Linked DNA regions of Mus musculus: regions 1, 2, 3 and 4 are each linked to region 5. The links are chromatin contacts, called in public ChIA-PET, Hi-C, HiChIP or PLAC-seq and promoter capture Hi-C maps. All regions are on one chromosome and are shown on one strand. The core of a region is the stretch at or near the end of the contact, and the rest is flanking DNA. Distances in the headings are between cores, read along the strand shown.

Region 1 (4,840 bases), core at 190-2,689, 1.1 Mb before region 5:
CATAGTGACTTTCCCTCAGGAGAACAGGAGGATTTAGAGTCTGTGGTCTCTTTACAACATACAGAGTATGGTGGAACTTTGTTAGTGCAGTGAGCCATAGGAGGGAACATACGTATTTGATAGTCTTAAAATTGTATCACTGTGTGATTAGCTAGAGACTCCCCCCATTCCCATTTGGAGTTATAAAAAGATACGATTATAGTTACTGTCCGATTGCTATAATAAATGCCCTGATGAGAACGATGTATGGGAGAAAGGGTTTAGCTCATAAGTCTAAGTTATGGTCCTGCATTAGCAGGAGCCTTAGCGACTGGGTCACAGCACATCCACCATCAGGAGCAGAGAAGAAGCATGCTGGCTTGCTTACACTCAGCTCGCCTCCTTCCCTTTCATACGGTCCAGCGCCCAGCCCATGACATGATGATGCTCACATTGAGGATGGTTTGTTCCCACTCCAATTAACCAAACCAAGAAAATCCCTCATAGATATGTCCAGAGGCCAGACCAATCTAAACGGCCCCTCAGTGAGACTCTGCCCAGATGACTCCAGACAGTATCAAGCTGACAATTAAAACTAGCCATCACCATGTTTCTGGGAAATTTCACTTAAAGCTAGCTTTTCAAGCTTGTTTTAAAATGTCTTGAACGAATATGTGGTTATCACGTACTACACACACACACACACACACACACTCCAATAAGGCTACACCTCCTAATAGTGCCACTCCCTACGGTTGAGCATTCAAGCACAAGACTCAGTCAGGGACAAACCTATTCAAACCACCATAGTCACCTAGATAAACAAGATGAGGTCAGAGGGCAAAGATAGTGAAGTTTCTCCGGGGTTGAGTCCTGTCCCTCAGCCTGCATTAGTTTGGTTTAAGGGTGAGTTCTGGTCATGTAAGCTCATATTATTTCTATGTAGCATATTTTATATGTATATAAGTATTATGTACACGTGTTATATATATTCAAGTAAACATACATTGTATAGTGAATGTATGTACAATATATAATTACATAGGGCTGACATACTTTATGTGAGTACACGTTTATATGGTTCGTATATTATGGCAATTGGACAAAGCACTCAGACCCTGAAAGAGAAACACACATTAACAGAACATTTGTATCTCTTAATAACATTTTCCTCAAGTCACTTGTTGAAGTTCCGAAGGGGCCAGGAGATGGGGAGTGGCTGTTTGGGGCTTCACCCAGGTTGGTAGGACACCCTGCTCTTGTGACCTTTCACCTGAAAATAAGTGATCAGGTGAGCTTGTGAGAACAGCACAATGCTGTCCTGCCCAGAGCCGCAGTGCTGAGGACCTTGGATTGGCTCACTCACTCACTCTTTTAGGGAGCGATTTCCACATCCTCCGTGAGTCCTAGCATATCTGTTTCTGTTATCACTACAGTGCAGAAAGCAGCATGCTTCCGCTAAATGCTGCCAGGTTGTACAGAACACTCATACAACTTTGGAAGACTTAAACATAAGTAGAAGGCTCTGGAATATCTCATTTTCATGACAAGTTCATAATATTCAAAATGTGTGGGCTTTGGAGGAGGATGACTAAGGGGAAAAATAAGACCTTTAGGGCTTACAGATTTATGGGGCAAAAATGTGTATGGAAAGGGGTGGGCTTGTCTAAAACACATAAACGTTTCTCTTTTCTCTTCCAGGACACCCAACCTTGGTTACAGCTTTGAGACAAACTCTGGGAACCCCTTCCACTACTTCAGTTATGGGGTGGCTTGCTCAGAAGTAGAAATTGACTGCTTAACAGGGGACCATAAGGTAAGACATTTGCAACGTATTAGCCTACGAGAAGAAAGACAGTTGGATTGCAATCTGAATGGCTGGCCCAGGCCTGCTCTCTGGTTAGGAAATAAGCTTTACGTCAGAGGCAGGGGATTGCTCCATGAAGGCCACAGAGCACATACCTTAAACCACGAGCCTCATAGTTTCTGCGTCAGCATTTGACTGTTGGTGTGGTGAAAGCCGCCGTGTGGGATGGTGTGGGACTCTGCTCCATAAACGACTACTTCCGCCCACTGAAGTTTAAACTGAAGATAGTTTTTTTTTTCTGTGCCACAAGTATCTTCTTCCTATATTTTTTTCAGTCATTTATTTTTAGATTTTTTTTCTTATTTGGGCGAGTAAACCCAGGGACTCATGCATACAAGGCCAGAACTCAACCAGCTAAATTATATCCTCAGCCCCTCAGCTATTTAATAATGTGGCTATTATCTTACAGGCTCTATTAACCAAGCATGCTTTGGATTCAGCCACAATATACTTTATTGACTGATTTCTCGCAGATCTGCCCAGACTCAGGTTCAAAGCCCTAGTCCCTGGAGACCTTCTCTTACCACTCATTTGTGGATGTGTGGCGAGATCAGCTCTGATCTGCATTTAACTCGGTTGCTAAGATCTCAAATGTCAGCTTTGATATGGCCATCCATATGTGGTGGGGATCCCTGTGTCCACCTGCTTAGGGCTTTGTGCTTGTGAACATGGTATTTGAATTGGGATTTACAATCTAGGAGTTATCAAAGCACACTGTGGGATTTCAGGTATTCTATTCTTCTCAAACTATCTTCCATCCACAGAATCTCCGTACAGATATCGTCATGGATGTTGGTTCCAGCTTGAATCCTGCCATTGATATCGGACAGGTAAGGTGTATGGGAGATCAGGGTGGTAACAGAATAAATAGGCCAGCAATGTGCCCATCCCCACCCTGATAACTGAAGATCAACAGCTACACAACATGTCATTGTTTTTAAGCAGGCCAGAGCATAGTACTTGGGGAACCTCATTTTGAGTAAGAGTTAGGTTGATGATCATCCATCCAACTCTCAATGCAGAAAACAAATAAACATAGATTAACCTGGAAAGGGAAGCCACATGCCCCAGGCACCAGTATAGTGTGTGAGGAACCATTGGATGCTCACATGTAACACACACACACACACACACACTTGTACACACATATACACACACACAGAGGACAAAGGGGGAGGGAGTAAGAGAGGAGGGATAGAAGGAAGGGAGAGGAGGGAAGGGAGGGGAGTATTCGAGTACCTGGGAATAAGCACAGTGGGGAAGGGCAATAGAGACTGGTATTGATGCTTAAGCAGTAGGGTCTGAGCTCAGAAGAACTGGCTGCCTCCCCATTGCCCACTGACCCAGCGATTAGATAAACTACTCTCTAGGACGAAAATGGTAACAAGACTGGGGTGGTAGAGGGATCCGCCAAAAGGCGTGAGCTCAACCATGAGTAGGAAAAGAACTTCCCAAATGAAAACCATTTTTCTATGAATATCCCAAATATGGGATTCATAGAATAGGTCAAGCTGGAGAAGACGAGAGGGAGGAGTCACAATTTGAGACAGATGCATCTGGTAGAAAATATGAGTACACTTGGAAAATATACAAAAGGCTAATCTACTCTTTAGTCAACACACACACACACACACACACACACACACACACACACACACACACTCAGTTGGTCTGCTTGGGGAATGCCCTCTGTAGGCAGGCATTGCATCAAGTACTATGGATACAAAGATTATCAACAGTGCCCTCTTGTGTTTGTTCAGCTCTGGCAGTGCCACATATCACTCTTCTGAGTAGGGATGGGAGAACGGATGGGGACCAACATAGTGTAGTGGATGCTCTAGATCTGTAAGTCATAGCAGGACAGACAAGGGTGGGAACCCAATGAGGCTGGAGGTAAATTTCAAAGGATTGACTACTCCAGAAATGAAATCCCTCCCATGAGCTTGTGTCCTGGTGTTGGATCACTAGTGTCGAGACGGAGACAACATCTCCATCCGCACAGTGGCAGGTTTTAGTGAGAAATGGTATCTACCACTCTGCCGACACATTCTGAACAGAGGGATGCTCTGCTTGAGACCAAGTTCAGTGACAATCCAATAGGGAGGCCTTGGTCCTGTGGCAAGAGCCAGGTAGGAACTGGCCCCTTCCAGGTCCCACTCTAGGTCAGGTTTTACATCCATGGTAGTCATCAGTATCTGTCCTGGGGACTGGAGGGGAGGTGGTAACCATGATAACCTTCTGTCCTGCAGGTAGAAGGGGCATTTGTCCAGGGTCTTGGTCTTTTCACCATGGAGGAGCTGCACTACTCTCCCGAGGGGAGCCTGCACACTCGTGGCCCCAGTACCTACAAGATCCCTGCATTTGGCAGCATCCCCATTGAGTTCAGAGTATCCCTGCTCCGCGACTGCCCCAACAAGAGGGCCATCTATGCATCCAAGGTACGGTGGCTCTGTGCTGCCTTCTAAACTTTAGGAAGGGAGACCACTGCAGGGGAGAAGGAGTTTCAGTCACCTGCCTAGTGGGTCTGCCAGGGATCCCTCCAAAAGAAGGAAGGGGATTGGCACTGACCTTGGTAAGGCAGCAGAGCTGAGAACCAAAGGAATCGGGCTCAGGAGAACACATCTTGATCATATTGGCTGAAGCTGGCTCCTATAGGGAGCCTCAGAGAGATTTCTTAAGCAAATCCTATGGATCAAAGTCTGATCTATGCTGCTCTCTGTCATACAATCACGGTCCTTGATCCTCAGAGATGATTTCATAGATACGGCACCTCTATGTTCTTGTGAGAATATGCAATTTCGCTGCAGAGGAGGGGAGTGTCTTCCAATCCATCCTGTCATCCCCGCTGGTTATTGAGATCCAACCTTAAAGCCTTGCTAACAAGCCTGGGGAATTGTGCACAGAGAGCTTCCTTTATTCCTATCCACAAAAAGCACAGACCATGGTTAAGAATCAACCTAGCTTAGCAATGTAGTCCTGTGTCTCTGAGGAAGG
Region 2 (4,706 bases), core at 1,873-4,372, 1.0 Mb before region 5:
AGGCAGTGAGCCATCCTCCCAGCAAAAATTTAGCACTAACTGTACACTAGCTATTCTGTGGTGTTCTGAAAGGAAAATGAAGACGAGCCAGTATCACAGAACCCAGGAAGAGAGTGATGTCCTACGCAGAAACAATAGTAAGCTCGGGTAGACTACAGCAATGGCTGGACACTCTCTGGAGCTGAGTGACAGGAAAAGTCCCAGGAAGAAATACTCACCTGTGGTTGGAGGAGTCAGGATGTTTATGAAAGTAGCCTTTGTAACGATGCTAAATGATATTCCACGTTTCAATTAACTTCAGGTTACTATGATAAAATACCTGAGGCAGTTTATCTAATTAACAGTTACGGAGGTTCAAGTCTGTGACTGGGCAGTGCTATTGCTTTGGGCCTCTGGCAGGGCATGTGGCTGAAGGATGCGGTGGAACAAATACCAACATTCGAGCTGCAATATGAGGGCAGGGGAGCCCATTGGCATAGCTTCAATGATACAGGACCACTTACTATGACAAGGCTATTGGATGCAACTCCATCACTCTGCATCTTTTCCGTTGAGACAGCCATCTCCCCCAGAATCTGGAGCTCGTGTTTTTACAGCTAGGCTGGAAGCCAGCAAGTCCCAGTGATCCCTCCTGTTCCCCACATACTACTTGGAGTTGAGGTTTCAGATGTGCAAGGCATGCCCAGTTTGCTATATAGATGTTGGCCTCCTGTGATGGTTTGTATATGCTTGGTCTAGGGAGGTGTGGCCTCGTTGGAGTAGGTGTGTCACTGTGGGCATGTCTTTTACTACCCTTGTCCTAGCTGCCTGGAAGCCAGTCTTCTGCTAGGAGCCTTCAGAATCCTCATGCTTTGCCTGTGCCCCTCTAACAATGGGAGACAGCCTCAATTATGCTTCCCTGACCACTTCTGCTGAATCTTTCTTGACCCCAGAGAGACAAAGTTCTGTGCTCATGTGACTGGACCCAAGAGGCTCAAGGCCAGTCACCTTAATAACGTTTGCAAAGCCACTTTGGTGACACTGTGTAAATCTACTTGCCCAGATCCAGAGGACTAGGGCCCACATGTCTCCGAGAAGCCTTTGACCTGCCTGCTATGAATGGGTGGAGTACACCTGCTGAGGCATGAGGAATGGCTCTTTGGGAAAGGAGCAGGGGACAAGAAATAAATCCCTGGAGCACAAAGAAAGCCACCACCTGTCCTCTAGATACAAACCAGTCAATGCCTCCAAACAATGAGCCTGCAAGCTCTTGAACAGAGAAAGACCTTCTGAAGGGGACATGGGCAACCACCGGCTAAATGGATACTGGGGTCAGTTCTGCCTGGGAATTGCTGTCATAACACTTCATAACCCTTGTGTGTGCTCTTCCCTTACACTTTTACTGTCCGTAGATAACTTTCATTTCATAGTGTTCATGAATCACACAAAGCCACAGCCTATCATATGAATAAGATGATGTCCGGCAATGTCGATTCTCAATGAGGAAACCTGTTCACACTTGGATGTTTTGCGAGATGCCTTTAAAACCTGGCAGTATGTCTCCCCAGCTTTCTGTGCCTATTTATATGCTTCCTTGATGTTATTTTTAATGGGTATGTAATTTTCCATTTGTATAGATTGAACCATAGTTTATTGAATGAACTCTCCCAGTGTTGACATTTGACTTGCTCCCAAGTTGTTTTAACATCATCAACAGGACTGAGGTAAACATAACAAAGTTGGTTGTTTTTTTTTGTTTTTTGTTTTTGTTTTTTTTTATAGACCTGTGAGGCAGGATGTTATCAGACACTCAGCAGGAATGTGGGAGAGGTGTCTGGATGTAATCATAGCTGGGAAGTGTATTGCCCCGTGCCTTCACAGAGAAGAGGGCTTTTGGTAGAACCACCATGTTCTGTTCTTAACTCAGTGGCTCCTGAAGGCTTTAGGTGGGGCCCTTGGCATACAAAGGAAAGGAGAGGTGCTGAGGCTGTGGCATTGTGGGAGGGCTCCTTGGAGGAAGCGGCATCGTTGTACCAGATATTGACCGCAGTGGGATCAGGTTGGGGGTGGCCCAAGGTGTGAGAGTGACAGGCTGCTGAGCTGGTGAAAGGAGTGACCAGGGAGACATCTCCAGAAGCTGTTGGAAACTTCTCTGGAAGTTTCCTTTGGGATGGAGGCGTGTCGCTGGGGGTGTGGCTCGGTGGTGAAGCACTTGTTTAGCATATGCAAGGATATGGTTTTGATCTTCAGACTAGCCGAATAAATTGTTTTGAGTTTTGGGGTTTTATTTTGCTTCCATGTTGTAGAGGAGGTGGACACAGTATCTCTCCTGCATCCACTCGATCCCGGTTCCTGCCTCTGTTCCCTTCATCCAGCTTCATGAACAAACTAGAACCCCCCTGAGAACGGCATCTCTTCCTCAGGGCTCTCCTTTGGCGGGTGGGGAGTGAATAGGAAGGAGACAGGGGGTTGATGGAAACATTCTGCATGCTGGTTGGGTTACAGGTTTGGCCTCTACCAGAAGTCACGAGGCAGCCACACATTCTGCTACATGTGAGTAAACCTTCACGTTTAAAAATGTAGGCCATTTTGTGTAGGCTTGCAAGTCAAGACCTTGCAAACTGTTAAGAACTCGCCGTGTTTGTGCACGTTAATACAAATGGAGTAAAGCAGAGGCACCCACAGGCCCAGGTTGGGATACTCAGAGGTCCAGCACCTACGCGGATGGGGTTGGTACAGTGAGCCATCCTGGAAGCAGGCTCAGCTCAGGTGAAGCAGGCTCAGCTCAGGTGTGCGGTGATGGGGATGGATGAACACCACACTGTTCCTCTCCTCAGCATCCTCATCTGCGTGAATCCCCACCACAGGCCTGAGACACGTCTGGGTTAGGATCCCATGAGTTAAAGCCCACTGTGGTACCCAATAAGAGACGGGGAGTCCACACATGGCAGCTATTTGGGACCTGCAGGAACTTTCCGGGAGCTTTACCACCAGTGGTTGGCGGCCACTGCGCTCTGTGGTTTCCCCAGGGGGGAGGCAGTGAGTCAACCGCCCCCTCTGGCAAGAAGGGAAAGGAGATAGGGGCTATGGAGGCTACTAACTGCTTATTTCTGAGGACCAGGGAAACCTCAACCAGCTCTGTGGGCTGTGCTTGTCCAGTGTGGCGCCTGAGGGTGGAGTTGATAGAACCCTCTGAGAGACAGGACAGGGTAGAGGAGCTGGCTATCCTGAAGGAAGAGGTTTGGCCTATGATACAACGGGAGGTGCTTTTGTTTCTTTCTCCCCAGGGCAATAAAAGAAAGAAGTGACAATAACTATACTCAGAACCTGACTCAGGGCCACTTAAACATCTTTATCTACTTCCTCCATTCCGTATTTCCCCGTGGAAAATGGGCTGATTCCTTTAATGAGCTCTGACTATTGAGCCCAATTTGGAATGATTGTGTACACACTCATTTCCTCTAGCTTTGGTATTATTTGTATTTGAGCAGTGTGCTGGCTAGTTTTATGTAACCTTGATAGAAGCTAGTTACTGGAAAAGAGGAAACCACAACTGAGAAAAAAACGCCTCCGTAAGATCAGGTGGTAGGCAAGCCTTTAGGCATTTTCTTAATTAGTGATTGACATGGGAAGGTCTAGTCCATGGTGATGGGTGTTATCCTTGGACTGGTGATCCTGGGTTCTATAAGAAAGCAGGCTGAGTAAGCCATAAGGAGCAAGCCAGTAAGCAGCACCCCAGCCCCAGCCCCTGTGGCCTCTGTATCTCTGAAGCTCCCGCCTTTCAGCAAGCAGCACTCCTTCATGGCTTCTGCTTCAGCTCCTGCCTTGATGTTTCTGCCCTGCTTGAGTTCTTGTCCCCACTTCCTTCAGTGATGGACTATGGTAAAGAAGTGTATTCCTTTCCCCCTTATCTTAGTGAGGGGTTTACTGCTGTGAACAGACACCATGACCAAGGCAAGTCTTATAGAGGACAATGTTTAATTGGGGCTGGCTTACAGATTCAGTGGTTCATTCCATTATCACCAAGGCAGGAGCATGGCAGCATCCAGGCAGGCATGGTGCAGGAGGAGCTAAGAGTTCTACATCTACATCCGAAGGCTGCTAGCAGAATACTGACTTCCAGGAATCTAGAATGAGAGTCTTATAACCCACACCTACAGTGACACACCTACTCTAACAGGGCCATACCTTCTAATCCAACTACTCCCTGGGCTGAGCATCTGAAAACTATCACACTCCTCCAACTTGCTTTTGGTCATGATGTTTCATCACAGCAATAGAGGCCCTAACTAAGACAAGAAGTAAGCTGTCCCTCTTCAAGTCTACGTACTTATTAGTGTTTAAGCTTTAAATCTGCACTGCGAATCCATAGTGAAGAACTGGCTGTAGATTATCAGAACCCACGGAGAAGAGCAGCAATGTGAAGGAATGAGGGTCCAGGGTGATATAAATGAGGATTTGTAGTGAATCTCATAGACGCAGGCCTCCACGAATGTTCACAGAATGTTCACTGCATGGCTTCCTTCTCTTCTAGCAATAGCCTCAGGTCCCCTGAAAACCTGGCTAAATTCCTCATGTGGAATGTTGTCAGTGTCCATTGTTGGGACAAAATAACTGAGATTCTTAACTTAAAAGGTGAAGGGTTAATTTTGGCTCTAAATTTCAGTACCTAGTTGATTTGGGCCTGTGGCCACAAAGTATCTGTATGTTTTGGGGACATGAGGTAG
Region 3 (4,762 bases), core at 506-3,005, 1.1 Mb after region 5:
TAGATGGAGCCATTATGTTTAAGAGCAGAGAGATGTGGAAGTGAAGGATCAGAGAATCAGACAGGCACCAAGCAGGACCTTTCCACACAGATAGAGATAGCAAAAACAGCAAGGTGGATTCCAAAGGCTCGGAACACACTGTTGGCTGGTATTTCCAGAAACTTCCAGAAAAGACTAGGCCTTGATACATCATGACTTTTCCGATGACTTTTACTGTTACAAGTGGTCTAGCATGAGTGTAAGGGGAGTAGAGACTAAGTTAAGTGGTTACCTGACCGCTGGTGGACTTAATCCCCACAAGAACCCAGTGAATCAAATACCACTGTCTCCACTTGAAAGATGGTCTCTGCCAGGCATGGCAGTACACTCCTATAATCCCAACATTCAGGAGGCTGAGGCTGGAGGGTTGTGGGTTTCAGGCTAGCCTTAGGTACATAGCAAGACCCTACTTTTAATACTACTCAGAAGGCTGAGATAGGACTGTGTTGAGCCCAAAGCCAACATAAGTTACACAGTTCCAAAAAAAAAAAAACATGATGGTGATGGTGATGATGATGGTGATAGTGATGGTGATGGTGATGATGATTTCCTCACGTCAACCCACATCTCCCTTTTCCAAGCCCTTACTCTCTAGAACCTTTCGACATAACAACAGGATAGTGTCATCTAGAAAGCTCACACTTGAGAACTGTGCAATCAAGCTAACAACAACAACAATAATAATAATGTTTTAAATACGTTTCCAATTTCATATTAGACAGTATATTGGATAGGCCTTCTCTAGACTTCCCTAACAGTAATAATGAATGTTTAAAAGAAATCAAAGCCAGGAGTAGTGGTGCATGCCTTTAGTCCTAGCACTCAGGAGGCAGAGGCAGGGGATCTCTGTGAGTTCAAGGCCAGCGAGGTCTACAAAGATAATTCCAGGCCAGGCAGAGCTATGGAGTGAGACCTGCACTCAAAAAAGAAATGGGGGGGGGGGGGGAAGACTATGTTTTGTGTTAGAATTATGTTCTTGGAAACAAATAACTCTTCACCGCCCAGGATTTGCTTGCCGGGATAGACGTTTACTAAAAAGCCTTTTCCCAGAAGGCCATGGCCCCGCGTCTGTGGGTTCGCTGGCTAGGCTTTAGTTTGTATGACAGTAAGTTTCCCCTACCTTCCAGGAAGAACATGACTCCTCCTGGCTCCTTTTTCTATCGCTGGATTTCTTGTTGATTCCTGCATTTGGTTTTGTCTTGCTTTGCTTTTGTTTCCTTAAGACAGAGTTTCACTCTGTAGCTCAGGCTAGCTTAGAACTCACTGGGTAAGCACGCTAGCAATCCTCCTGCCCCAGCCTCCTGAGTGCCAGAATGTCAGGCATGCATCACCATGCCCGGCATTTGGATCTTCCTGATGAAAGCAGACCAGAGCCCCTTAGCTGGTTTGCCCTTATTAAACTACAAAGGTCACTTCTTTCCCAGGCTCTGCCATCAGCAAGCCCTCGTTTCCCTCCCACAACGTCTTCCCGAGCCTTTTGCAATTATGGCTCGTTTCTCTAGGTTTCCTACAGCAGGCATCTGAACAGAATTAAAGCACAAGCACATGCCAGAATAATCGGTTCCCAAGATAGTAAATGCTGAGAAGTTCTATATTGGAACACGCCGAGTACTGACTGGCTGGGGCATGATTAACCTAATAAGCTTAAAGCACGGCTTGCCATCCGCATCTGTCAGGACATGAGCAAAACAGGTTCCTAATCCCTGAGACTGGGCCCCTCGGAACTGTCTGGATACTCAGTAACAGCATCAAAACTTAGGGCAACAGCCATGTCTTCCTCTTCATTGTGGCCTGGGCTCCAAGTCTAGGACTTTGTACTGTGGACTCCCAGTCTAGTCTCAAGTTGTCCAGATGGACCGGTCAGAGAGCTTTCTGTCACCATTTCCAAGGATTCTCCAAAGACTGTGGAGGTAGAAGACTGGCAGCGACAAGCTGGAACCATGGGGTGCACGCCATCACACAACGTCATCGTCAACAGCGTTGCGAAGAGTGGCATTCAGTTTTTTAAGAAGCCAAAAGCAATTTTGCCAGGATGTCAGTGGGGCAGCCCCAAATGCCCCATCCCTTTGCTGGTTCAAAGTTCCACTTTCTGTGACTCTGGTGGCGAGTTGCACCTGGGAGAGAGGCTGGTAGAGGAGACAGTGTCAAGTTCCAAGAAGCTGCAGGCCATGGCTGAAGGTGTTCGTCAGCTCCCAAAAGCTATGGAAGGTCTGATTCCAGAAAGCCAAACCTTCCAGGTGAACAAACCACAAGGCCACAGGGCTACGGACATTTCATTCAGGACAGAAGGCTCCCACGGGACACAGGAAGTAGATTTCTCTGGGAAAGAGAGTAAGGAGAACACTCCCCAGGAGACCTCCAAGGGGAACAGAGAGTCAGTGTGCCATCAACCAGACAGCCAGGACCATTGCCGCCAATCGGCTACTGAGTCAAAGGGCAGAGTGGATTTCCCTGAGCCCCTGGTAAAGGCCCACCAGCATGCTTATGCCTACCTGCACACCAGCCTTTCCAGATACGAAGCCATTGTGCGCCTCGTCCAGCAAGCCAGCCAGACCTGGGGGCTGCTGCGACCCATGCTCAACTTCCTGCTGCTGTGCTTCGAGGAAGCCGGCCAGCTTCTGAGCGAAATCTCTAAAGATGGAGATGTGCTCCTCCAGGAAGTTCGAGGGGATCTGGCGTGGCCACTGAGGAAAGGTGAGCCCTGGGAACAACACCCAGACCTCCTGCAACAGCTGCTGCAGTACACAGTCAGCAAGCTGCGGGCGCTCCACGGCACAGTGGCTGCCCTCACCGGGAGCTTCTTGGAGGGCTCCAGCAGCTGTCTCAGATCCACTGCCGGCCACCTGGAAGGTAAGCTGAGCACCAAGAGAGGTATAGATGAATGTCTCCTCAGGGCCCTGGGACAGCTAGAGAGCCTGACCAGCAGCCACGGTGACGCAGGGCTGCTGGGTCCACCCTTATGCTCTGAGGACAGTGGCATCGGTGCTGACAATGAGTCTGTGCACTCCGTGGAGAAGCTGGGCAAGCAAGCCAGCTGGGACTTTGCAGCAGAACTTGGAGAATGGAAGCCAGGGACTGCAGCCCAAGTGGAGGCCAGGCCTTCAGGGCACGCCTGGCAGGAAGGTCCATACTGGACAGGTTCAGACAGACCCCAGGACTGTCCACTGTCGAGTCCTAGGATAGCAAAGGTTCAACCCGCAGTGCAAGATGAAGCCAGGAGCGCGAGCACTTCCGGCGCAGGCGCAGAAGCAGTCACCTCCGGGCCTTCAGAGGCTGCCGAAAGCCTTCCGTGGGACTCTCTGGGGGCTGAGATTCCTGTGCGGACACCACTTTCTCGAAGCTCTGGGTTGACGGATGCTCCATCCCTGAGTGAAGAGGAAGACTGCAGCCCAGAGGAAGAAGATGAACTTAGCAGCACCGACCTGCACCCTGAGCCACAGAAAGCCCTACCTTCAAGACCACGGTCCTCACCTGACACGCGGGAAAGCCTCTTTCAGCCGTACTCCAAGGAGCTTAGGAACCCCCAGGCCCAGGAAATGATTCTGAAGATGAAAGAGGCCATCAGCGAAAGGATCAAGTTTGTCCCCGAGCCTTCCAGACCCCAGGACTGGACTGAGGAGGAGGAAGGGGGAACAGTGGTCCCTCCAAGACCCAGATCAGTCAGTGGCAGCAGGGGGGGCCCTGAGAGACAAAGGAGGTCGCAATCAGAGGGATGCCTGAAGAGCCACGTGGAAGACCCCACCCTCCAGGAACTGAGGAGGGTCCAGACAGACCTCAGTAGGAGGCTGGAGGTATTTTATGCCCTGGGTGCCACACGGCAGGGGCAGAGCCGGGAACGATGTCTGCCGTCCAGGGCATCAGTGCTATGGCCCCCCACCAACTGCAGGGTGAGTCCCAGTAGTGCCATCAGCAAGTTCAAGGCCTCTCTGACCCAAAACTTCAGCATTTTGCCCAATCAAGACAAGAGCATCTTTCAAAAAGGTAGTCCCTGCTTTGACGGTGAGCAGCCCTGCCAGGGGAAGGCTGAAAAGCTGCCAAATGCCATCTTTTGTGGCAAGAAGAGCGGTAGGGCTCCCAGGGACAACGAACGGGACATCAGGGCCTGTCCCACCAGACCATCGGTTAAGACGCTTATTGAGACGTTCAGTCCTACTGAGAGCCTGAGGATGCCGAGGAACTGTAGGAACTTGGGGTCAAGCCCCTGCCTCAGGAAATGGGGGGTTCCTGCCATGCCTCCCAGATTTCCTATTTACAGGGGGCTAGCCCCCCTGTATTCTAAGCCCCAGATTTCTCCAGCAGCAGGCTGGAGGCCTTCTGCACCCTTTCCCTCCCTTCCTCTAGCTGAAGTGTCTGAGAGTGAAGACATTAGCGGTGACGTGGAGGAGGACCTAGAGAACCTCCCACCACCACCTCTGGAAGTCCTGATGGACAAATCCTTCGCTGCTCTGGAGTGTCCAGAATGTAGCCAGCCAGCAGGGAGCTCCCTGGAAGAGACCCTATTACCAGGTCTTCAAGAGGCTAGCCATCCAAAAAGAACATGGGTTTCCCCTAGGCTGAAAGCCTCCATGAGCCCCATGGACTTGCTCCCCAGCAAAGGCAGTGGCAGCTCCCCGAGGCTACACAGCACTAGATCCGGGAGCACCAGGATTGTGGGCGATTCCAGAAAGTTGACCTTGGACCTGAACTCTAAGCAAACAGCTAGCCCAAGCTCAGAGGCAAAGAG
Region 4 (5,351 bases), core at 474-2,973, 1.0 Mb before region 5:
CTAGAATAAGCCAACTGTGAACATGAAATATGCACTAGTAGAGACTGGTCCCTGAGCCAAGCTAATGGAGCAATTGAGAGTGTTTCTGTAATTTGTCAATCCATCAGTCATTCTTAGTGTAATGAAAAGTGGTGTAGAACAATTTGTCTTTCTTGCCTGGGTTAACCTTTCAGCCTCCTCCAGGATCCAGTAGTTTATCATGTTCTGTCCCTGTCTTGTTCTCTTTGTATTTAGTAGGATGCCTTGCTCATTCCTGTTTGCCTGAGACTGTACGAGTTTTAGCACTGAAAGTCCCACATCTCAAGACATGCCTAGGTCGTGAACAGTCAAGGGCAATGGGTCATCCCAAAGGTCTTTTCCTTCCTTAGGCCTCAACCATGTCCTTGACTACTAATTGTTTATTAAACACTTCTGCTTCCCCATTTTTAAAAAACATATAGACCACTAAACTTGTGGTCATGGGCCATGTTGTCACTGTGTCCCCTTGCTTTCCGGATGGCTCCTGACCCTTTTCCTATCACATATCCCGTGTTGGGAACTGCCCAGTTGCATTTAGCACCACTGGTTTCTAAGATCACATTCTTTCCTCTCAGATTAGGTCTGGAGAGTGAGCTGTCCCATTTCTTATGCTGCCTATTTGGGACACCATTAAAGACTCAGATCTCCACCCTATGATTTCATCAATGTCCACAAAAAGCCTTCAAGAGTTGGGGTAGAAAAATACAGTCTGCTAAGCAGAGACTGCTTCATCGAAAGAACTTTTTATGTCTACAAGCTTTGAAAGGAGTTGCTTCCACTAGCTTTGAAAGTACATTTGAATTACAAACTTAAGTTAACTTGAAACAGGTCACATGGTCCTTACAGGGAGTGATGTATGTCCATCCAAAGGTGTGATGGCAAATTTGGATCTATCTTAAGCAAGAAACCACTTCTCGGAGCTTTGGGGAATATCACATCTATGACTTGGGGGAAGAGTTCCTAGTCTCACACTGGGGGAAGGCTCTTTCCTTCCCCTGATTTTGTTTGCATCATTCTGCAATTTTTAGCAAATAATTACCAAGTTTCTGTTCACACAGGTCATCTTTGAGTAACCATGACCTTGATGGAAATATGTAAGGACCAGTGGACCAAGTATTAGAAGTATTTTAATGTGGAAATAAGAAAATCCTCATAGGCAATGGAGGTTATATCATTCAACACAGATTCATTCGTCTTCCAATTGTAATTACAGGTCAGAGTGTAGCACTCATCGAGCCCACGGTCAACAGCTAATGAACAGTTAGATAACAGGTAGTTTCAGACACGATCAAGGTCAGCAACCGTAATCTCTTAGCTATTTTTAGTATCAACTATCACAAGTTTAGAAAGGAGTTATAAAGAGTAATTTTTTCTTCTGGTTTTGCATAGGAAATAACATCATATTCCTTATACTTCAGTTTTTATTGTTTCCCTAAAGGCTATGCCCTTGGATCTTTGAAAAAAGTCCTTCGTTCCTTTGTTACTCCTTATGTGATTGTGTGTGTGTGTGTGTGTGTGTGTGTGTGTGTGTGTGTGTGTGTGTGTGTGTTTAAGCTTATATAGCTAGGTAAGGGCAGTAGCAGTGTGTCTTTGACAAGTCTTTGTTAGAGCTGGGAAGACAAGATATACCTAAGGAAATGCCTTCCTATTGTTAACGCCAAATATATGCTTAGTGGATAACAACCTCAGGCAAGTAATTTATTTCTCTTATCTCATCTAAGTCTGTCTCTTCAAGGTTTCAGTTGCACTGTGCGAACATAATGACAGTACTTGCCTTAGAGGATTGTTCAAAGGTTTGAATACGAGCACTTAGGAAAAGAAGTTGAAGGTGATCTGCCGACGTCAGACAAAGTCTTGCCTTCTACTCACCTGCTTCATTGTCAGAAAGCAGATGCTTAGGAATGGGAAGGTTGCAAGCCACTGTTCCTGTTGCAGGGCCCAGTCTTAGGTTCACCAGCACTCAGCAATGGCTACCCAGTCATGTGAGTCTGGCAGCATCCCCGACTGCTGCCTTATGCACTGTCACTCGCTGGATCCGCACAAGCTTGTCCTTCACCAAGCTGAAGACCACTGGTGATTAGTCTAAGCAGTTGGGAGGAACCATCAGCAACAGGGGACACTAGCCTGACTTCCCTAGCTTACACGTCTTTGGCAGGCAAAGACACTTGGGACCCTTAGCAAGTGATTCAGTCACACACCATTGGGTGGTAAATTTGGAGGAGCTACCAAGTTCAGAAAACGGGTTGCTCACTTTAGAATAGGACTGAAAGAGCAAAAGAGTAATAGCCATATGAAGTTCATTCCCTACATGCCTTCTATGGGAGAGTGTTGACAGGTGACGTTAGGAGGACAGGAGGTAGAGGCAGGCCTTTGCACCTTAAAGAGGGGAGGGAGAGGAGGGCATGTGTTGTTCTCCCACTCTGGGTCCATTATAGGCATCGCCTCACTGCATTCTCATTGGAACCTTGGTAGTGGTGGGTTTAATTACCTGCATGTCCCAGACACAGCTCAAAGAAGGGCCCAGCAGTGTGCTCAGGTGACAGGTTGCAGTTGTACTAGTGATGGGCTTTGTGACCTTGAGAAAGAGGTATTCAATAACATTTGAACAGCACAGCATTCCGGTTCCTCGAGTCATTCAATGCTTTTCTCAAGGCCCCCTCCAAAGCTGGGGTTACACACTAGAAACAGGGTGGGAAGCTTTTGGTGAGATTCTTTTCAAAGTTGCTCACAGGCACTGTCCCAAACTGATACATTACTAAAAGAAATCAATAAGCACACAAGAATGAACATACCCACGAGAATGTTCAAAGTACACTCACACAAATACCCAAGCTAAAACGCAGGCATATACATATGTAGAACACATTCATGTATACACATATATAGAACAGAGAAAGAGAGAGAGAGAGAGAGAGGGAGAGAGAGAGAGGGAGAGGGAGAGGGAGAGAGAGAGGGAGAGGGAGAGGGAGAGGGAGAGGGAGAGGGAGAGGGAGAGGGAGAGGGAGAGGGAGAGGGAGAGGGAGAGGGAGAGAGAGACACTGTAGACACTGCAGTGTTATCAATATTATTTTTTCAAAGTTGGAGTGAGGCCAGGAACTATCATAACAGAATAACTCTGTGTGAAGCCATGGCAGGCAGCAGGAAGGCAGAGGAAGGACGCTGGGAGATTTATTTCACTTTTTAATTAATCCTTGTTTAATTAATGTTCACAGAGGAGAGGGTGGACTGAAACTGGTCATTTCTCCCTATTCTAAAACAGCCTTTTTCTTTTCTTTTTCTAAGTTTCTGGTTTGAAAAAACAAATAAGCAAATAGCAGCAGCAACAACAACAACAACAAACCCCAGTGACCCGTGGTTCTGGATACACGACTGGGATACAATGCATTGAACTTCAAGGAAAATTTTATTTTTGTGTTGGAAGATAGTTAAAGTGTTTGCTATTTAAAAACTTATCTACAAAAGAAAAAAAAATCTCTTCCCCCTCCCTTGTGACTTATCTCCTGTTGCTTCAACAATAAGCTGTCCTGGGTTATGTTTTTTTTCCACACAGGGATTGAATGAGACCAACAACAGAAGGAGATAAATGTTAGGACATGATGATCTTAGGGCCATGGGAGAAGGTAGGCTCTCAGCAGGAGCTGAGTGCTCAGGGTGCAGAGAAGGGGGCTGGGCGTATAGAAATCAACTGAGCTGCAGTTGTACAGATGAATCCATTACAGGTAATTAACAGATCAGGCCTTGGAGCCCAACTCACAGCAGAAACAATTCCTCACACTTCTTATACACAAAAGGCTCTAATTTCTTTGTTTTAATTAGTGAACTTTTTTTTTAAGAGCAGTTTTAGGTTCACAGAGAATTTCCTTTTAACTCCTCTTCCTGTGTACCCACAACCTTTTCTACTGTCAGCCTCTTCCCTCTGTGGGGCTGTTTTTTGTAGTCAGGGATCTTATACAGACAGTGTGTTTCCACTGAGGCCTGTAGTGTGCACCAGGGCTTGTGGGTCTTGGCAGATGGCTAAAGAACCCTGATTCCTTCTCAGATACAGATCTGTATGTCTCAAAGGCAAAGTGTTCTAATTATTAGTGAGTCACTGGTCTGGATTATGGGTAATTAGCAGCTGTCTGAGGAGAAGTGTGGGTGGAAGTGATGATTTCCGAAGTTCCATCCATTTTCAAGTCCTCAGGGTTCTATAATACAATGGGTGTCAGTCATGAGCAGACTCATGAGGCATATTCCAGAAAGGATAGTTCCATCTCACTCTGCCACTAGTGACCCTGACACAAAGAGCAGTTGGGATTCACGGGAGCCAGATTGCTATTTGTTTAAAAGTAGCCAAGGAGAATTCTTTCAAGACTTTGGCCAAAGATTGAGGCTATGGGATAAGCTCTGCATGGCTTGTTAACATGTTAGCCATGTGTTGTAGCTGCTTGTTTGTACAGCAAGCTACACAGAACCTTCTACCCTGCTCTGGCACTAAATGTGACTCCTCTTCATTGAGGAACTGAGAAAACTCCCGGATGGACATGCTATGGTTCTGAACCAGGAAAGACAGAACTGACCATGGGAGCTACCATGCACCTCAGACTCACACCAGAACCGTATTCTGTGCATTTGTCACTAATCCACAGTCATCTGGACTTTGAAATCAGCTAAAAGTGTCCCAGTTCACATCCAGTGTTCTTTGTTTGCCCCATTTAGGTAGAAAGACCCACTGGTCTTTATATTCCAGAAATCTACGTTAAGAACAAAATATCTCTCATTAATCACAAGTTCTGTTCTGATGAGTGTGAAGAAATCAGTCTTCAGTAAAGTGTTTTTGACAGATGCTTAAGAACAGTACTGTCATAGTATAAATTTCACTACAAGGGAAGTACCTTGTGCAATAATGTTTAATTTTTGTAAAGCTGAGACTAGAATTGTACCTCAGGAATGCTCTCTCTCTCTCTCTGTCTCTCTGTCTCTGTCTCTGTCTCTGTCTCTCTCATAGTGGCTTTCCCTTTTCTCTGTTCATGTTTCAGAAGTGAGAACTCTTGATTTTCTAGGAAAAGGAGAAACTAGAGTTTGAGACATCTTAAAAAAGTATACCTTTGCAGAGAATATGAGTCCCGTGGTTCTTTGCATCAATCATTGATAGCAACTCAGAGTTGGTTGGGGCTGCCTAAAGTAAAACTCTCAAACTCCCTTATCCTATGTGTTCCATGATTCTGGACTCTCCTGATAATTCACAACAACCTGCCAAGTAGAATCTGGTGCCTGGTAGCACTTACCTTCTGGCAAGGCCCTTGTATCTATTTGCATCATCAGCTAACTAATTCCCAAGAGGTCATCTCAGA
Region 5 (4,745 bases), core at 76-2,575:
AGGCAAGCCTGAAATTACTTTCAGATTTTCCATCTGTCAAAAGCCACCAGAAATAAAAATCCTCAAGATTTCCAAGAGGGCTCTGGAAACAGAAACAAAAAGTTTAAAAATAAAAAATAAATGAGTCGCACACCTTTCCTTCCTGTCACTCCAAAAGGAGATCAGTCTGGCGTCCGGATGAAACAGACCTGGGTACTACTGCGGCTTCCCACTCCCGCTGGCAACACTCAGGCTTCCTACCAACCTGCACAGCAGCGTGGAGTAACGGGGTGTGCAGGAGCGTGCCCACCGCAGCCAGCAGGAAAGAGCCTCCCGGTCCGCTCCCCGAGCAGCACCGGGGTCTGCGCCAAGCCGACCGCCCGCAGCCGGCCCAGCTGATCGCGCCCACGTGACTCCCTCCAGCCAATCGCCCGGCGCAAGGCGGAGCGCGCGGCGGCGGCGGCGGGGCCTCCTCGGCACAACAAACACAGGCGGAACAGCTGGGCAGGCGCGGGCGACCGGGCGCTCGGCACCCGCAGGCTACCGGGCAGTGTTCCCCACGCCCAGGGTCCAGAGGGCAGCGTGATAGGGGCTAGCACCGACGAGGCGGGCACGGCCCACAGCCCAGACACCCGAGCACGAGTCGAGCCTCCGGAGCGGCGGGGCGGGCGGGGTGCGAGCGCGGCCCTGGAGCGCGGGCCCGCGGGCCGGCCCCGAATCGGAGCCCGGGCGCGCCCCCGACGCTGCGGCGGGGACGGCGGCTGTGGGGGCGGGGCGGCCTAGGAAGTGGGGGTGTCACGGAGAGAGCTGTCTGCGGACCGGCGGCCCAGGCGACAGGCGCCGAGGGCGGCGGGCGGGCGGGGGCCGCGGGTCGCTAAGGGGGTCGCGGCTGTTGTGGGCTCGCGGAGCGCTCCGCTGCGCGGCGGGGGCGGGTCGGCGGCGGCCGCCGCGCCACAGCCTCACAAAGAAGGACCGCCCGGCCCGGCCCCGCGGCCCCACGGCCCCACAGTCCTGAGAATTGCCCTGGTGGCCCGGCCAGGACCCTGGACGAGTGGAGAAGGGGAAGAGGCACTTCCTGCCTGGGCCCCCGCCCCGGGCCGCTCCCCGAAGGCTTCGAAGCCGCCGGCCCAAGGGCTTCGAGCCCCAGCCGACTCCGATCCCGGCGCCCACCGCCGTACTCACCGGCGTGCTGGGAATCGGCGCTGCCAGCAGCTCTTCGCTCCTCAGCTGGGTCGAAGCCCACCTCGGCCTCCCAAGTCTTCAGGTTTAGTCAGGCCTTGGCCCCGCCTCTCCTCGGTCGGGCCTCGGCGTCAATCACCGGGCGTGGCCCCGCCCTCCCTTCAGGCGGCTCTCCCGGTTGGCCCGCAGCGCCCTTCATTTCTAGGCTCCGCCCCTCTCCCTGGCACTCTGCCCCTTCCGCCGGGCCCCGCCCCTTCTCGGGCTCGCCCTCCCCCCACCCTTGCCCGCTTACACTCCGCCGCCCACCCCACCCCGAAGCCGCAGCGGATGGGCGGACTCCTCGCCGCTCGCCCCGCCTCTAATTCGACACCTTGCATCCTTACGGCCAATCAAGGAGGCTAAGTCTGCCTCCTCGGCCGAGGCGGCCAATGTAGTGAGAGTGAGGACCCGCCCCCCACTCCCAGCTGAGCGCACACAACACAGCATCCACGTGAGTCAGCTTCTTAAAGGAGACGCCTCAGCCTTGGTAATTGCGGCAGCTGGGACTCATTGCCCGTCATCGGCGTCACCTGCTGGCGGCTGAGGCCATAGCTTCCTGATAGCCAAGGAAGCCTAGAAGAAGCGAAAACAAGAGGCTGTTTTCTAGTCAACGCTGGTATTGAGGTTAAAGGGCTACCTAGGTTGAAATGCCCGTTTTACCATCCCATCAGGCCACTTTCTCTTGGCTTACACGAATTGCCTTAAACAAATCCCGAACTCTTTGTGTCTCGGTATATAGGAATTCATTGTAAACAAGGTTTTTTTCAGCGTGCTTGGTTCTATTTACAAACTTTCCAAGTTTTCTCTTCTCTTCCCTCTCTCTGTTTCTGTCTCTATCTCTTTGTTTTTCGAAACAGGGTTTCTGGACAGCCTGGAACTCACTCTGTAGACCAGGCTGGCCTCGAACTCAGAAATTCGCCTGCCTCTGCCTCCCAAGTGCTGGGCTTAAAGGCGTGTGCCACCACGCCCGGCCCAAGTTTTCTCTTGACCGTTGAAGTAATTCTCAAAAACTTAAGTCTTTTATGTGGAGATCAACTGTCTTGTTGAAAAAGACAGCTGTCCCCTTAGCCCTCCCTCACCATGTTTAAGATAAGTTGGAAAATTTTTGCCATTCCGTTGGCTTTCCCAGGTAATTAAATCTCTGTTGGCTGTCCATAAAGATGACAGAAATACCTCAAAATATTTCATGTATTAAATAAACATAAAATATATAAATTATACACATATATATATACTAGCACTTGAAATTTGTAGCATAGAATATGTGTTCTGACAAAACCCTGATACTTAACCCTAAATCCTTCAGTACTTTTCATTCATTTATAAAATAAAGAGTTACTGTGGCCTGGTTTTGTAGAACATGCCTTTAGTCTAGAGTGAGTTTCAGGACAACCAAAGCTACATAGTGTCTCGAGAAAACAAAACAAAACAAAAAGCTACTCTGACCATCAAAGATAAAAGACTATGTTTAGATTAAAGAGAATTTTGCTGGAGGAAAAAAAGCATTTTGGGGTATATTGGGAGATTCTTATAATCCCTTTATTTTTATTTAATACAAGACTGTTAAACTTAGAGCTGTGTACACTGGTCTATAGCTATTGTCATGACACTCTGGAAAGCCGAGGCAAGAGCATCAGGAATTGCTACAGTGACTGACACTGTCTTAAATCAAGGTACACATGTATTCCAGGAAAGAAAGTACAGTGCCTCATTTCCCCCCAGAATTTGGAAACAAGGCCAGTCTCATACATTTTAGGCAGTACTCCACCACTCAGTTCCATCGCCCTCCCTCTTTCTGAATACTAGATTGAGACACATTCCACCTTTAATGCCCATGTTTGTCTCCAGTTTTCCACTGTCCTGCTGCTGCTCCCGAATAGCTGGCTTACAGATTTGTGCCACCAACCCTAGCATGCTTTCCGAAGACTTCAGTTCTCTGCTGACAATTTCAAAATGGGGAAGGGTGGGGACACAGTGTACTTCTTCTAGTTTTCTTCTTCTTCTTTTTTAATTTAGCCACAATCAGTCATTTTTAATTTTAGTGTGTGTGTGTGTGTGTGTGTCTTCATATGTACATGTTGCTCTGAGTGCTGGAGGAGGCTGGGAAGGTTGTCCTATCATCTGGAGCTAGAGTTGCAGGCAGTTTCAAGCCATTCAACATGGATGTTAGTGATCTTGGAACTCCTGTCCTCTGTGAGAGCATCAAGTATTCTTAACCTCTGAGCCACCTCTCCATCTCTGATCATTCTTTAGTGCCAAATGTATTTTTATCCACAAATTATAGACTCGGGCACTTCAATCAGTCTCAGATGGTAATCTCTGTTCTTTTCCAATGTCAGAGGGACATTGGATGGATACAGAGAACTCTCTAGATCTTGAAACTCAGCCTGTCCTAAATGGAGCCTGTATCGCCTTTCAACAGCAGAGACGTTTCTTTAGGCCTTGCCTGTCACCACTTTCTTATGTCTAGTGGGCTATAATCCAACCCTGCCCTGTTCTTGCTTCCTACTGGCACCACCACCTCCTTTAACTCCTTAAGTTGCTGCAGATAAGCTGAACTGTTGGTATCTGTTAAATAAAAATTATAGGAAGCTTTGTTTGAAATTAAGCTACTCCACTAGTCCAGACTTTAAAAGGTGGCCAGAGGTGTGTATGTGTCACTCACACTACTGTTTCCACAACAATATTGCTTTGTTTTCCTCTGTTTGGGAGTAGGGGGTCCGAGGGGAGGGGGAGGGGAGTGGGTTTGGGGTACATGATGTGAAATTCACCAAAAAAGCCAATTTTTAAAAAAAAGGATTAATAATGCTACAATTGTACATTACCAAGCTAAACAAAGTTGGTTTTTTGACCCTCAGAAATTGGAGTTAGCTAGTTGGGTGGTTGTAGTGCATGCTGTTAATCCCAGCACTCGGGAGGCAGAGGCAGGCAGATCTCTGAGTTCAAGACCAGCCTGGTCTACAAAGCAAGTTCCAAGACAAGCCAGGGCTACACAGACAGAGAAAGCCTGTCTCAAAACAAAACAAAACAAAACAAAACAAAACAAAACAAAACAGAAAAAATAAAAAAGAATTGCTGCCAGATGTGGTAGCATAGCCTGTGCACCTGAGCTTGAAGCTGAGTTCTGGGCTAGTCTGAGACCCAGTCTCCAAGCAAATAAACTGGAGTCAGAGAGGCTAATTTCTGTTGAAATAATGATGAAGTTCCCTTTATCTTAATCAAAACATGAACAAAGGTAACCTGATATTAGGAAATGACTTAGTATTGGGTATTTTTTTTATAATGTATGGTTTTTGCTTTGTTTTGTAACCCCGAGGATCAAATCCATGGCCTCTGGATACGAGGCAAATGGGCTTCTAAGTTATCTGTTGGTTCTGTCTCCTGCCCACACCCTAGAAAGAAAGTAACTCATCTCATTTTTTATTTCTGCTTTTTGCAGTCTCTTCAGTTTTTTTTGTTTTTTGTTTTTTTAAGCGAAACTCTTTTCTTTTTTGATTCATCAGAGTACTCATTCTATTTTATGGAATGAGGTCTTTCCTGACCTAAAA

The links. Promoter capture Hi-C pulls out the DNA fragments that hold promoters and counts their contacts. Hi-C and Micro-C count contacts between places; a contact is called where the count stands out from the background. ChIA-PET counts read pairs in DNA pulled down with a chosen protein or histone mark. HiChIP or PLAC-seq counts read pairs in DNA pulled down with a chosen protein or histone mark.
Region 1: an H3K27ac HiChIP or PLAC-seq map of thymic regulatory T cells shows a contact between it and region 5, with 6 times the contacts expected there. The contact joins the enhancer-like site here to the promoter of Ypel5 in region 5. A contact is called at or near these places in 17 of 39 promoter capture datasets (the 3T3-L1 cell line, 3T3-L1-derived adipocytes, the C10 cell line and 12 more), 1 of 15 datasets of contacts at CTCF or cohesin (the NIH/3T3 cell line), 16 of 115 datasets of contacts at active chromatin or transcription factors (the SCID.adh cell line, astrocytes, cardiomyocytes and 13 more) and 3 of 9 other capture datasets (adipose tissue, embryonic stem cells and liver).
Region 2: an RNA polymerase II ChIA-PET map of memory CD8 T cells shows a contact between it and region 5, with 5 times the contacts expected there. The contact joins the enhancer-like site here to the promoter of Ypel5 in region 5. A contact is called at or near these places in 15 of 39 promoter capture datasets (the 3T3-L1 cell line, 3T3-L1-derived adipocytes, the C10 cell line and 10 more), 2 of 484 Hi-C or Micro-C datasets (CD4 T cells and granulocyte-monocyte progenitors), 13 of 115 datasets of contacts at active chromatin or transcription factors (astrocytes, double positive thymocytes, embryonic forebrain and 9 more) and 3 of 9 other capture datasets (adipose tissue, embryonic stem cells and liver).
Region 3: a contact with region 5 is called in a Hi-C map of rod photoreceptor, with 6 times the contacts expected there. The contact joins the promoter of Pcare here to the promoter of Ypel5 in region 5. A contact is called at or near these places in 7 of 39 promoter capture datasets (the 3T3-L1 cell line, the HPC-7 cell line, cranial neural crest and 3 more) and 1 of 484 Hi-C or Micro-C datasets (rod photoreceptor).
Region 4: a contact with region 5 is called in a promoter capture Hi-C map of trophoblast stem cells, with 3 times the contacts expected there. The contact joins the enhancer-like site here to the promoter of Ypel5 in region 5. A contact is called at or near these places in 12 of 39 promoter capture datasets (the 3T3-L1 cell line, 3T3-L1-derived adipocytes, the HPC-7 cell line and 7 more) and 4 of 115 datasets of contacts at active chromatin or transcription factors (the NIH/3T3 cell line, epiblast stem cells, large pre-B cells and 1 more).

The regions. Positions count from the first base shown.
Region 1 is chr17:73,890,555-73,895,394 of GRCm38.p6, reverse strand. Xdh (xanthine dehydrogenase) reads left to right here. Exons shown (of 36, transcript NM_011723.3): 32 at 1,681-1,795; 33 at 2,611-2,676; 34 at 4,096-4,284. Among named protein-coding and RNA genes, the nearest start is that of Xdh, 57 kb to the left of the region's middle. Within about 2 kb of position 1,439, at least 77 of the 459 cell types and tissues checked have an H3K27ac peak or open chromatin away from gene starts, as enhancers often do. A contact at or near this core is called in double positive thymocytes, hematopoietic stem and progenitor cells and thymic regulatory T cells, where this site is marked.
Region 2 is chr17:73,874,242-73,878,947 of GRCm38.p6, reverse strand. No RefSeq gene overlaps it. Among named protein-coding and RNA genes, the nearest start is that of Ehd3, 72 kb to the right of the region's middle. Within about 2 kb of position 3,122, at least 24 of the 459 cell types and tissues checked have an H3K27ac peak or open chromatin away from gene starts, as enhancers often do. A contact at or near this core is called in memory CD8 T cells, where this site is marked.
Region 3 is chr17:71,749,898-71,754,659 of GRCm38.p6, reverse strand. It overlaps Pcare (photoreceptor cilium actin regulator), which reads left to right and starts at 1,755. Exons shown (of 2, transcript NM_146082.4): 1 at 1,755-4,762. The coding sequence starts at 1,980.
Region 4 is chr17:73,837,828-73,843,178 of GRCm38.p6, reverse strand. No RefSeq gene overlaps it. Among named protein-coding and RNA genes, the nearest start is that of Ehd3, 36 kb to the right of the region's middle. Within about 2 kb of position 1,723, at least 2 of the 459 cell types and tissues checked have an H3K27ac peak or open chromatin away from gene starts, as enhancers often do. A contact at or near this core is called in trophoblast stem cells, where this site is marked.
Region 5 is chr17:72,833,208-72,837,952 of GRCm38.p6, reverse strand. Ypel5 (yippee like 5) reads right to left here and starts at 1,325. Exons shown (of 3, transcript NM_027166.6): 1 at 1,162-1,325.